Linked DNA regions of Sus scrofa: regions 1, 3 and 4 are each linked to region 2. A link is a contact called in public HiChIP or PLAC-seq and promoter capture Hi-C data. All regions are on one chromosome and are shown on one strand. Each heading gives the region's core, a stretch centred on a gene start, on an enhancer-like site or on the middle of the called end of the contact. The rest is flanking DNA. Distances are from core to core; before and after follow the strand shown.

Region 1 (3,348 bases), core at 204-2,703, 360 kb before region 2:
ACTGCACTGGCTCCAGGTCAACAAGGCCCCCAGGCAAGAAGCAGGCCTAATCCACTCGGTAGGATCTGCCAGAAAGGCTCAGGAAGGAGGCCAAAAACAAGGTACGGCCTAGGAGCTAGAAGGTCCGTGGCCGATTGCACGGGCCCTGGTCTCCTATGCATTCCCCAGTCACTGAAGCCACTTTCACAGCCAGAAAACATTGAGCACGCCTTTCGGAAACAAGAACTTCGCAATCGCGGCCCAACGCCTCACTTAGTGCCGCCGTCAGGGTTCGCGGCTCCTAGCCGGACTCCGCACACTTGCTAATGGCCTCGGCTTCCCACGCAACCGCATGCAGGGCCTGCCCGCTGCTCCCATTTCGCGCTTACTCACCAGTGGCCACACGGCTCCGCGGCGGCGAAGCACCTACGTGGTGACACGCAGTGCCCAGGCCAGGCTGCCTTCCCGCCTCCCGGGTGCCTTCCAGCGTCCCACCCTCTGGGCACGCCCTTTTGGGAGGGTCGCGCAGAGCACCGCCCACGAGGTACTTTCGACCCGCCCCTCCCGGCCTCAGCTTCCTGTCTCAGGTAACCACTCTTTTCCAGGCCTCTGGTCTGTGGACTTAGGGATGTGCGTGCCCACGTGCCACCCCCACAGAAGTGCCCTTGTTAGGACTCCTCAGCCGTATCTGGGCTGAGTTCCTGACAGAGACTCCTCTACTGATGCCTGAGAGGCCATCCAGGGATCGTTTCCTGACCTCTCAGGCTGTAACCCAATGTCACTGAGCACAATTCAGGCATGGTCTTGGCCCAGTCGTGATTGAGTTAGTCTTGGTCACCTAATACCTACTGGATTCAGGTCTTCAGGAACTGGGTTGGAGTAGGGAGGAGAGAAAAATAATCTACACCATCCTTTCTGCAAAGGTAACCAACCAGATTGTTTTTACAGCAACTGACTACAAAACAAACAACAAAAATTACATTTCAGTTGACCTCTGGTATCTTATTTAGGTGTCTCACCAGTATCTTACAGAGTATGGAGAGTATATTAGAGGTAATCTCTTTTAAATATGATCAGAGCCACACCCTCCCAAATCCCCAGGAGCTCTGACTCCTACGATTATTTGGCTAAGGCTAATTGGAGGTGCCAGTTGACAGAGGAAACGGTGATTTAAAATTTTTTTTCTTTTTTTGGCCGCACTCGAGGCATGTGCAAGTTACTGGACCAGGGATGGAATCTGTGTCACAGCAAGGCCCCGAGTGAGAACTCTGGAAAATGATTTCAAGTGAGAGTCCTGAAAATCAGAAGAACAGAGCTGATGTGCTATTGATTTGGAATTCAACTGCTTTTCACATAGGCAACTAAAGCTAGCTCCAGGGAAAGCAGTAGCAAGGATTTAACTGCCATTAGCGATTTTTCTAAGCCAGCTAGGGGTAGCGCAATTATGTGGAAATATGCATGCAATATGTATCTATTCGAAGGGAGGAAAAAAGCCTAGGTAGAAATGCACATCAAAATGTTAACATTCATTCTTCCTTTTATTCACCGGGTATTACCTACTTCGTGCCAGGACCTGCGCTACAAACAATGGGAACTAGCTGACAATCTAGCAAGGGAGACAAACGGGCGGCAAGACTAACACGTTTTATGTTCTTATTCTTCTCTATGTTTTCCATTATGTGAATAGATATATTCTCAAGCAAAACCCAAAAAGATTTCATACTGAAAAAGAAAACACTTTTCCTCGTAAAGGTCCTTTTGAGGGCAGAGTCAGAAAGGAGAGCCAACTCAAGAAGGACCTCTGCTCAGTTCCTAAGGCTCCCCGGGAACCAAAGGTGGCGCCGTCTCGTATCGCACCGTCCGATCCGAGACACCGGAAGTGGAGGCTCCGCGACAGACTCAAGCTGCGCGTTTCTCCTGCTGACCACCGCAGGATTAGCGGCCGGCTAGAGACAATCATAGCTACCTTGGGGCAACCTCTGAGAGCACAGAACTGTCAGGCATCACTGCAGTAGTTTCAAGTCCCACAGGCCTGTGCTGCCGGAAACGGAAAGCTTTGGGTGGCCTGGCGATTGGACGCGGACCCGGAAGCCGGAAACTGTTTAGTTACACTCGCTATGGCTGAGCCAGCCGCTCATGCTGCGGAGTCCTTTGCTGGTTGCAGGGCGCGGGCAGCCCGTACAGTGCTGGATCAGGTGGTGCTCCCGGGTGAGGAGCTGCTGCTGCCTGAGCAGGAGGACGGAGAAGGCCCAGGAGGTGCAGGGGAGCGACCGCTGCGCCTGAACGCCGGAGCGCGCCCGCGGGTGCGCGTGGTGTGTGGCCCGGGCTTGCGGCGTTGTGGCGACCGGCTGCTGGTCACCAAGTGCGGCCGCCTCCGTCACAAGGAGGCCGGCGGCGGCGGCGGCAGTGGCGTCTATTGGGTGGACTCGCAGCAGAAGCGGGTGAGCCGGGTCTCCGAAGGGGTGGGACGGCCGGGAGAGGGCTGGGAAGACTCCTCGAGAGAAATACAGAAGGGACCCTGGAGCCCTCTTTTAAGGCTAGCCTACAGCTACCGTAGTCTTGTGCTTACCCTCCGCAACTCCTTTAGGGGGACTGTGAACAACTGTAAAGTGACCCGAGATGGGCGACCAGGAAAGGATTTTGGAGATCTTGTCACATAAGGGGATAAGGGCTGTGAGACACGTCATTATCTTCAAAACTCCAAAAGTCAAGGAGCCGCAGACTTGTCTTTGAGGGTCCCAAAGAACCAGGCTCAATGAGTAGATGTCACAGGGACTTATGCAAACAAACCACTGAACTCATGCAAACAAAAACTAGGGAGTTCCTGAGGATACAGGAACAGAAGGATACAGAAGAGTTGTGGAATACTGACTTAAGTGAACACATTATACTGTTTAGAAGCTGCAATCTTTAGAGCTTATCATGTGATTGCTTTTCTTCTACTGAAGGTGGCATGTGATCAAGTTTGTTTTAAGATTTGTATTGATTGGTAAACTTGGATTTCCAAATATTTTCTAAGTATTTCTAATGATAATAAAGTAACCACTAAGGACTTGCTGAAGATGTCTTCAAAATGACTGTCATTTATGGTCATTCATTCTCTCGTTGTGTTTTCTTTTGTAGTATGTTCCAGTCAAAGGAGACCATGTGATTGGCATAGTTACCGCTAAATCTGGAGATATATTCAAAGTTGATGTTGGAGGGAGTGAGCCAGCTTCTTTATCTTACTTGGCATTTGAAGGTGCAACTAAAAGAAACAGACCAAATGTTCAGGTAATGACAGGACCTTTGGTTTCAAAAGTAAGAAAAATACCCAATCCCTAAACACTCAGATATCCAGAGGGCTATCTTAAGTGTCTTATTTTCCCA
Region 2 (3,195 bases), core at 260-2,759:
TTTCAAACACGTTCCTAAGTGCTGAACATACAAATCTTTTTAATTTTTGCCAGTCTGTAAATCTGAGATAACATTTTAGCTCACATATGTTTCTAAGGGTCACATAGGTGAAGAGACTTCTCACATTACCTGGCTTACTGTCAGCATTCCGTTTTTTTTCTCAATCACCCAGTCTGGCAATAAAATACGTGTAAGGGCTACAAAATGTCAGGGAATCTTAATGAACAATAATTTACCATCAGACCTCATTGAAGCCTTAAAGAAAAAAACCTCGAGGGCAACATTTCCAACCTGTACAGTGAAGGGACAGATCAGCTGCAAAGATAACTTGAGTGTCACATTCTGAAGTGGGGTGTTCCCTTTTAAAAATAGTCTGTCTTCCCTCCACCCCCGCCCCGCCGCCCCAAGAATCAAGCTGCGTTCCCAGCCTGCCTTAAACTCTGGAGTCGCGCCATGCCCCTTACACTTCCCGTCGGGGAAGGCCCCTCCCAGGCTTCCTTGCCTCCTCTTCACCCAGGGAAAGAGAGCTTCTTTCTGCCCCAGGGCCCGGTGCCCTCGGAAGCCCTCCAGCCAGTGTCCCTCAGAGCTTGGCCTCTCCATCCGAGCGTGCACCTGGAGGTCTGGAAGCCACCCGGAGCTTACTCTTTTCTGAGAGCGTCACTTCGAAGTCCGCCACCCTTCCACATTCCCAATGCTGTTCTTTAGAGGTTTGGTTCTGGAGACTGCAGGCTTATTTGACCTGCGGCAGGTAATGCAGAGCAAAGTGCCAGTGGGGAGCCGGGAGGCACCAGCGCTTCGAGACGCTGGCACCTAGATTGGACGTAGGGCTGCGTCGGACCCAACTTCTGTGAGATGAACAGAATTTTTGGTTCAACATCTTTAGCTTGGATTTTGTCTTAATTCAACCTATATAGCTTCCTGAAATTATATTTTATTCCTTCCAAAGTCTACGAGATGGGAACTCAACCTCGGACACCGTGCGTGAGTGGGTCCCACGAAGGAAATTCGCATCCCATAGGGAGCCGGTGGTCACCGAAGTGCCGGGCGCCGAGAAGGTAGGGAAATCCTTCAAGTCCAGCCAGTGGTGGGACACACACTACCTCGCGGGCTCGCCTTACCCCTGGCTCAGACCAAAGGCAGTCGTGGTTGTGATTGGTGGAATTAGGAAAACCAGCTGGTCTCACCCACAATGGGCCTGGATTGGCCTCCACACTCAGTCGCTTTTCTACAGTCTAAATCTAGAACCGCTTAGTGATAAATCCCGCCTTCAAAGGCGTTTGATAACAGTTTTATGTGTTGTAAGGCAAACGGTGATTGGTCACAGAGCTCACGGATTCTGTCGGTAGTAAACACAGCGAGGCTCCTGGGACCGCGGATTGGTCAGTGTTCCGGGGGCCGAGTAAATTCCTCCAGATACCGCGCGCCGGCTGGCTGCACTTCTGTCCCGGCCCCGCCCTCTCCCCTTCTGATTGGTTGCACCCCTGCCGGAGGGGACGAGAAATGCCGCGGAGTAGGCGATCTCGCGTTGCGTCACTTCCGTTTACTGTGTGCAGCCGCCGCGGTGTTCTCAAGAGTGCCGCGGCGAAGGGGTTGAAGGAGCTGGGCAACAAGAGGCGGGGTGGACGGAAGAGGGAGGAAATCCCATCACCGAGGAGCCAGCCTGGACGTTCCGGTCTTCTGCCACACTGTCGGGTCGGATCGAAGAAGGGTCACCGCCTCCTCCAGCGAGAAGGGGGGCGGAGCCCGGCTCAGGTGAGGCGACTCTGTCAGCGGGAGCGGTGGTGGCGCGCGCTGGCGCGCTCACGTGGAGACAGTTGAGCTCTGGGGGAGCTGGGTGGGCGGCGCGATCAGGGTCTTGTCTAGGTGTCTGGGCGCGCGCCGAAGCGTACCGGTGCCCCCCCGCGTCTGCCCTGCCTGTCTTTCCTGAGGGTTATTGTTACCCTCAGAGCGGAGGGGCCAAGGCGGGTGGGAGGCGTGTTCTGCGCAGGCGTCCCCCGCGTCCCGACGCCAGGCTGTCTGTCCGCCGAGTGGGGCGGGGGCTCTTGCCCCCTCTGATCTGCGGGCGGGCTACGTTGGTTCCTGGGATCGCGTGGGAAAGACCAGCACCCTGGCAGGGTGAATAGAGAATCTGCGGAATGGGGTCGGGTGGCTTCCTTGCCCCTGTCCTGGGTCTCATTGAGCGACGAGGTTTCGTTTCACCAGAGCAAGGCCAAGGCGAGCTGGAATCGGGAACCGGCGGCTGAACCAGGAGGGGCGGAGCCAGTGTTTTGGAATGCCGCAACTAAAAGGACTAAAGTGTTTATAGGCATTTATTGAAAACCCACTGCTTCCAGGCTTCGTGCTAGGAGGTGTAGGGGATGCAGTGGTAAGAACAGTCTGTCCCCCTCCTCCCTTGTTTGGAGGACATACAGGTTTATGCATGTTAGGCAGTGAACTAAGGGGAGTTGAAGGTTAGTTTTTTTCCTTCCAAAAAGGTCATTTGCTATTAAGTCAGTCTGTATTCTGGCCTTGTGGACGATACTGTGGAAGCTAATTTCTGAATAGGACACAAATCCTGAATATTTAACTTGGCAAAAAATTTTTACATAAAGGCGCAGTAAAAGCTTCATTGCTAAGTGGTATACTTGGGTTCTGGGGTTAATTTTAATTAGTGGAAGTAAGAAACCTTTCACCTTCAGGAATTGAAGCAAAAATATTTCCAAAATGTGTTTCTATGCTTCTCTGTTTTAGTAGGTAGAAGATATGACATACATTGGGATCTTTTCTTTAGAGGTTGAAGAGAATGCTGTGCCTTACTCATCAATGATGATTTGTTGTCGTTATATAGGCTGTTGTGCCTTAGATAATTTTGAAAAGGTGGGCTGAATGCCTCATTTTCTGGAGAAACTGAATTCAGTGAAGTGCTATGATTTGGGTTGTGAGGATGGTAAGCTAAAAGATTAGCGGTGAGGGAAGAGAATTTTAAAGAAAAGCCCCTAAACCAAGGAAAGGCCTCCCACTATTGCTTTAACCCCCTCTGGAAATCCCAGGAAACTTGGGAAGACTGGCTGTGCCACCACTGCCAGCTTGGTGACCTGCCAGTTAAGACTTAACAGGTCGAGGACCTGTTCTGGTCTCTTGCGTTCTGCTAAATAAACAAACCAGGATTTTTTTTTTTTTTTTTTTTTTAAAGAGTCCTGAAGTCAACTTGTTTTT
Region 3 (3,258 bases), core at 313-2,812, 360 kb after region 2:
GTTTCCTTTTGATGAGATAGTTATCCATCTCAAAGTGATTTAAATCAAACTCACAGCTTGATTTTCAGTCCAGTTTTCATTAGAACATGATTAAAAGACTAAGTTTTATTTCAACTTAAAATTTCTGATTCACTCTTAGTGAGCTATTCTGACAGTGAGATCTGAAACACTACTGACTTGTGTTAAAACTTCTGTCCACTCTTCAAATATGACTTTCGCTTTGAGGTAAATCTAATGGGATAGAGAATCCAAATGTGACAAACAATAGGCACACACTCACACAAACACAGTCAGACAGATACAAGATTTTTGTGGGAGAAAATAATGCTAAATTTATTCAGAAAAAATCCAGCTGTTTCTGACATAAAGTCTTCATAGGATAACTAATCCTATCTCAAAACACTTACTTCATCTTTTCCACAGGCCCCTTTTCCTTTTGCTGCAGTCTCTTACCCTTGGAGCTATTTTACAATCCTCATTTCCACTTCTTCCTTAGTTCATTCCCCACCCCCAGATTCTCCTGAAAACGATAGTGCACTGCGCTCAAAATCACAAAACTGAAAATATACACACAAGCTAAATATTCAAAACACAGAGTCAATAGTTTTGGAATGGACCTCGAAGTCATTCAATTGAACGCTCTCATTTTATACAGACAGAAACGGGATCTAAGAAGCTTATTTATTCAAAGAGCCTAAAAGATCTCCTAATTCAACCCTGCAACCTGAAAAAAAGGTAAATTCAACCTCAAGAGAAGACTTCTAGAGTCATCAGCGCGAGTCGGTAGTGGAGTCGCGGCTGTAACTCGGCCTGCTCTCACTCAGCCAGTTTCCCTACTACACATACCCGCAGCTGTTAGAGCTGAAGTTAACTGCTGGTTCCCTGGATGTAAGGGATAAAAGGAATCAAGGAACAAGTCTCCTTGTTTTACATGGGGGAAGAGGGCCATCTGCCCAAATTTTTCTGGCCCCCAGAGCTGCTGCTTCTGACAGCTGAGGCTGGAGTTGGCCCAGGACTGTTGGATCCTCAAGGGCCGAGCTCCCTTCGGGTTTAAATGACTGACCGGCTTCCCTAAAAGACAGGGGACTCTCAGAGGGTAGTGGGGGTAAAGCAGGCAGTAACACCATCCCCATCGAGGCCATGGGCGCCCAAGCTCTTTCTGAACCACAGTCTCAGGCCTTGAAGGGAGGAGAAGCAGACACCTCAGCCAGTCAGCTGAGTCGCGTGGGACAGAGCTCGACTGAGAGGCCACGAGCGGAGCCGGGTACCGCCACAAGTAAGGGACAGGCGGGAGACGCGGAGGCCAGCGAGGGGACACGCGCTAGTTCCACGGCCCTGCGGGCGAGGCGGAGGGCAGGCAGGGGTCCCCGGCCCGTGGACGGCTCGGGGTCCGTCACACATACTCACTGCCGCGGCTGCGACCAGGAAGCACCAACCAGGAACCAAAACGCGTAAAGGGACGGGGAGGGGCGAGGACAGATGAGGTAAGGAAACCGCGTCCGCGCCGACCCGGGAGGAGGGAAGGCACTTCCGGGGACAACACTTCTCCCAGGAGTTGTCTTCCGTCCCCGCCCACCCTGCGGGCCTTCTTGCGCATGCGTAACAACTATAAACTCCCCCTTCCCTTCCCAGCTGAGAGTCTTTTCGGTTTGCCTTTCTTGCTCTGCTCCTTCCCCGCCACGACTTCTTTCAGAAGTGTCTAGGCTGCACCTGTAATAGGGAAACACCTTGTTTGAATGACTTGCACGGAAAAAATGCTGCTTACCGAGCCAAACCGGAGAAAGCTAGCGCCTTTTTGTGCCCGCGAGAAAAACTACGTCTCCCATGATGCTCCGGGGCGGGGTTTAGCTTGGGCTCCGCCTCCTCCCTGACCTGGGGGAGGAGGAGACACCTTCCTTATGCCACGTGGCACGGGAGCCACGAGACCCAGGTAAGGGCTAAGGGGCAGGTGCAGCTGGCGGCATGGCTGGAGGACGTAGAGAACCTCAGCAAGGGAGAAGCCTCTTTGAGAAAGGTTGCCTTCTAGATACTTCTTTCTTGAGCTAGGTGACCTTATGCAGGTCACTTACATCTCAAGGTTGAAGTTGAACCTAGTTTACGCTGGGGCGCTTCCGCCTCTTATTTTTCCTAGAATACAAGGCAACAGATTTAAGTCTTTGTGCACCTTGAAAAGCTGCACTCATGCTAAACACTGAAGTCGATACTGGTCCCTTGGAAACCTCTAGAGGATTGTGCTGGGAGCCTCTGGCTTGGTTTCTCTTCTCACACCATATTTTAATAACTGTACAACTTTACAAATAAGGAAATATTTTATTAATTCGTGGGCCCTTGGCAACAGTCTTGAGTTTTAAGATGGGGGCAGGGGAGATTGGCCACACCCATGGGATGCAAAAGTTCCCAGCCAGGTATCAAACCCTAGCCACAGCCATGATAATGCTGGATCCTTAACTACAAGCCCACCAGAGAACTCTGACAATAGTCTTGAAAGATAAGCTTGACATTGATTTTTTGTGTGTGTGGCAGCACCTGTGGCACATGGAAGGTCCCAGGTCAGCAATCCAATCCGAGCCACAGCTGCAGCAGTGCACAAATTCATAACCCAGTGCACCAGGCCTGGGGTCAAACCCTAGCCTCACCAAAAACCCTAGCCACCTCAGAGACAAGGCTAGATCCTTAACACTATGCACCACATCAGGAACTCTAACGACTTTTTTTTTTTTTTTTTTTTTTTTTTGTCTTTTTGCTTTTTCTTGAGCTGCTCCCACTGCATATGGAGGTTCCCAGGCTAGGGTTTCAAACGGAGCCGCAGCCACCAGCCTATGCCAGAGCCACAGCAACGAGCCGAGTCTGCAACCCACACCACAGCTCACGGCAACGCTGGATCCTTAACCCACTGAGCAAGGCCAGGGAACGAACCCACAACCTCATGGTTCCTAGTCAGATTCGTTAACCACTGCGCTACAACGGGAACCCCTCTAATGATTATTTTTGCCAACACTTATTGAACGTCTGTTAAGAGCTAGGCAGTCCTATCAGTTTGTGGATGTAGTGGTAAATTTTTAAAGTCTCTGGTCTCATAGATCTAGAGTCTACCTGGAAAAGCAGAATGCAGGTGATTTGCATATAGTTTAATAAGAGTTTGACTGGGAAATTAGAAATTTTAGTTAACATAGTAAGTGCTAGGAAGGAAGACAGGGTACAGTGAAATGGTAAAATTGGAGGACCAATGGTAAAATTTTGCAGAGGAAGAAACAGGCT
Region 4 (3,184 bases), core at 39-2,538, 390 kb before region 2:
AAAAATATTTATCACTTTGAAAATTCCCTATAGCTCAAAGTAAACCAAGGCCAAACACGGAATATCTAATTAGCCAGGAAAAAGGCTGTATACCCTTAACAGAAGCATGCGGTCTAGCCTCAGAACTTCACAGATGCCCCACAAAACACCTCTCTGCAGCGTCTTAGTATCTTACTGGAGCAAAGGAACGAAGAAAACCGGACTTGTCTCCCCAGGGCAAGTCAGGCACAGGGTACAGGGAGTCTGCAGACTCCCTTAGCCTTGATCAAGCTTATTTAGATAGGAAAGAAACAAGCCTAGGTAGGGTGACAGGGAAAGAATGGGCATTTATCCAAAGTGTGTTTACCAAGCATCTATGGTACACCAGAAAACCCTAGTTCTGGACTGGCTCTGACAGATGTGATGAGGGGCTTTAGGCACCACTCCTTCACAGAGCTCTGGTCCTGAAGGTGAGCAAACAGCACGGGCTCACCTACCTCCAGGGGCTGGATGAGGCCTTCAAAAGCGATACAGCGCTTCACAAAGAGCCAGAGGCACGAAGGCCGGCTGCCCTAAACGGACTCCCAAACCCCAGCTCGGGTCGAGCCAGCGGGACCCGGGCAGCGGCCCACCTGCAGCCGCGCCAGGCGAGGCGGGCCTCCACCCTCCGAGGGGCTGCGCTTACCCGTCGGGAGAGTACTCGAGATTGAAGACCGCCCCGTGGGTGCGGGTGCTGAGGTATACCGAGTCCGCGGGATGGATGGAACCATAGAGGTTAGTCATGGTGCGGAAATTGTCCCGCGCCGGGTCCACGAACAGCCCGCGGCCCAGGCTGCGCTCTCTCAGCCACCCGAACAGCCGGGCGCCAGGAACCCCCAGGACGGCGCCGAGGCTGTACCGGCGTCCAGCCCGGCAGTCTGGCCCGGGTCGCCGGCGGGGCGGGGAGGGCGGTGACGGCTCTCCCGGGGCGGAAGCGGCTGAGGACTCTAGAGCTCCGGGCTGCCGGAGCTCCCCAGCGCGCCCGGCTGGGAGCAGCGAGGGGGCGCACGGGCGGGGAGGGCTCCCGCAGGGCGATGGGGGAGGGGCGGCGTCAGCCCCCGGCTGAGGGGGCGCGGGAGGGGAAGGGAGCGGGCCGGCGGCTGCCCCCTGCCTCCCGTGCGGTGCCGGCTCCTCAGCCCTGGCCCCGGCCGCCTCGTCCCCTCCGGGGCTACCCGGCCCGAAGGGAAACATGACCAGCGCCCCCCGCCCCGGGCCACTGCCCTGCCGGCCGACACCTCAGCGCTCCCGCTCCTGCCGCCACTTCCGGCGTGCAGCTGCCTAACTCTGCCGGCTGGGAAACGCGCACCGCCCCTCGGCGGTCATCCGCCGGGGACCAAGAAAGTGGGAACACCTGGCCACTGCGGGTGCAGCCGACCTGCCATTGGAGATCGGGAATGACTATCTGTTGTGTGCGCGCAGCTGAGGATGCCCAGGGCCTGGGCTGCATGGGGGTAGCGTTAAGATCTGGGCACAGCGTGCGACACTGTGAGTATGCTGTTGTCAATGACAGGTTGTCAAACTAGTCAGTCTAAGAGGCCGGGTATGCTTATGTACTGTTTATTAAACATCCCTGCTTTACACTGAGACCAGCGAAGGGAAAAGAGGACCATATTATGTGCTAATCACACACTCTAGGTGCCATGGTGTACTACCTACTGAGCCTGGGACTCTAGGGACTCAGGTTAACGTCTACATTAAAAAGCTCTGGTTTGTGGCATTCCCTGGTGGTTCAGTGGGTCAGGGATCCGGTGTTGTCACTGTTGTGGCTTGTTCAGTCCTTGACCTGGGAACTTCCACATGCCACGAGTATTATCCAAAAAACAAAACAAAACAAAAAACCGTGGTCTGTACAGTGCCGGAAAAACGGGGCCTACTAGTGCTCTGGAGATCTGCCCAACTCCCAGGTACTTGATCTAATAGGTTAAGACTTCTGTACTCCTGAGACTAGTACAACATTTTAAGTCAACTATACTCCAATAAAATTAAATTTTAAAAAATAATAGGTGTTCCAGTTGTGGCTTAGCAGGTTAAGAACCTGACATAGTGTCTGTGAGGATGGGGTTCAATCCCTAGCCTCACTCAATGGGTTAAGGATTTGGAGTTGCTGCAAGCTGCAGCGTAGGCCACAGGCGAGGCTCCGATCTGGGGTGTTGCCCTGGTTATGGCACAGGCTGCCAGCTGCAGCTCTGATTCAGTCCCTAGCCTAGGAAGTTCCATAAGCCACAGGTGCACCCTTAAAAAGAAAAAGGAAATAAATAAATAATAGAACCTGAGGGGGAAAAAAAAAGATTTTATCAAGGTCAAAGCCTTACTCTCTGCAGGAAGGAACACCTGTCCATCCAGGAATCACTGAGGGAAGCTGGAGACCTGAATCAACTTAACCCCACAAGCAGTGGAGCCTAGGATAAATCCTGTTTATATCTGCCAAGCAAGGCATGAAGGGCATAACAGATGCAAGGCTATTCATCACTTATGTTGAAGATAAATACATAGAAGTCGTTTTCAGAAAAAGATTGACTGGAACTGGGGTGTTTGTTGGGGAGGGAAGGAGGATCTTCAGTAAAGGGAAGCTTGAGGTACAAAAAGAGGAAGGTAGAAGAACTGACAACCCTTCTAGGCATTGATCAAGAACTGAGTTATAGAAAGCTCCCATTTGATGACTGTTTAGGATAGTCCGAAGGATCTCTGGAGGAAAGGAATGAGATTCAAAGAGGGCTAATCATTTAGCAAGTCCTCCAACCAGTAACGTTAGTAGTTACTCAGCTCTCCTTTCCATGAGCTGACTGAAAAATGAGAAAGAAGCAAGCATCCTGTGTTCAGAGATCAAGGCAGCTACTCCTTTGAAGATATTCCCCATGTAAGGGATAGGTGTCTGTTTTATAATTAACAAATAATGTCCCTTAGCGGCCTATAACTTCTAACTGCAACAATTACTTAATAAACGCCCTCTGCTTGATTCCCAAGTTATGGTCAATGGCTAAAATTTTTTTTGTCTACAAAACCTTGACCATGATTTATTCACCAATGTTACCAACTTTCTCAGTAAGTTAAATAAAATTCATTTTTTCCTCCTCTTTTTTCTTTTCTAGGCCCCCCACCCCCTCCTCTCAAAACTCATCTTTAAAAGGTTACATTTTCCTGGTGTTCCTGTCATGGCTCAGTGGTT

The links. Promoter capture Hi-C pulls out the DNA fragments that hold promoters and counts their contacts. HiChIP or PLAC-seq counts read pairs in DNA pulled down with a chosen protein or histone mark.
Region 1: a contact with region 2 is called in a promoter capture Hi-C map of liver, with 3 times the contacts expected there. The contact joins the promoter of EXOSC3 here to the promoter of ZBTB5 in region 2. A contact is called at or near these places in 1 of 5 promoter capture datasets (liver) and 1 of 2 datasets of contacts at active chromatin or transcription factors (alveolar macrophages).
Region 3: a contact with region 2 is called in an H3K27ac HiChIP or PLAC-seq map of alveolar macrophages. The contact joins the promoter of ZCCHC7 here to the promoter of ZBTB5 in region 2. A contact is called at or near these places in 1 of 47 Hi-C or Micro-C datasets (skeletal muscle) and 2 of 2 datasets of contacts at active chromatin or transcription factors (alveolar macrophages and skeletal muscle).
Region 4: an H3K27ac HiChIP or PLAC-seq map of alveolar macrophages shows a contact between it and region 2. The contact joins the promoter of DCAF10 here to the promoter of ZBTB5 in region 2. A contact is called at or near these places in 1 of 47 Hi-C or Micro-C datasets (heart right ventricle) and 1 of 2 datasets of contacts at active chromatin or transcription factors (alveolar macrophages).

What each region holds. Positions count from the first base shown.
Region 1 is chr1:238,539,861-238,543,208 of Sscrofa11.1, reverse strand. EXOSC3 (exosome complex component RRP40) reads left to right here and starts at 1,453. Exons shown (of 4, transcript XM_001929006.4): 1 at 1,453-2,420; 2 at 3,103-3,252. The coding sequence starts at 2,097.
Region 2 is chr1:238,175,791-238,178,985 of Sscrofa11.1, reverse strand. ZBTB5 (zinc finger and BTB domain-containing protein 5) reads left to right here and starts at 1,509. Exons shown (of 2, transcript XM_021066137.1): 1 at 1,509-1,752.
Region 3 is chr1:237,818,979-237,822,236 of Sscrofa11.1, reverse strand. It overlaps ZCCHC7 (zinc finger CCHC domain-containing protein 7), which reads right to left and starts at 1,562. Exons shown (of 10, transcript XM_021066106.1): 1 at 1,408-1,562.
Region 4 is chr1:238,565,717-238,568,900 of Sscrofa11.1, reverse strand. DCAF10 (DDB1- and CUL4-associated factor 10) reads right to left here and starts at 1,288. Exons shown (of 8, transcript XR_002336817.1): 1 at 665-1,288. It overlaps LOC102166243 (a long non-coding RNA gene), which reads left to right and starts at 1,351. Exons shown (of 3, transcript XR_001306523.2): 1 at 1,351-1,503.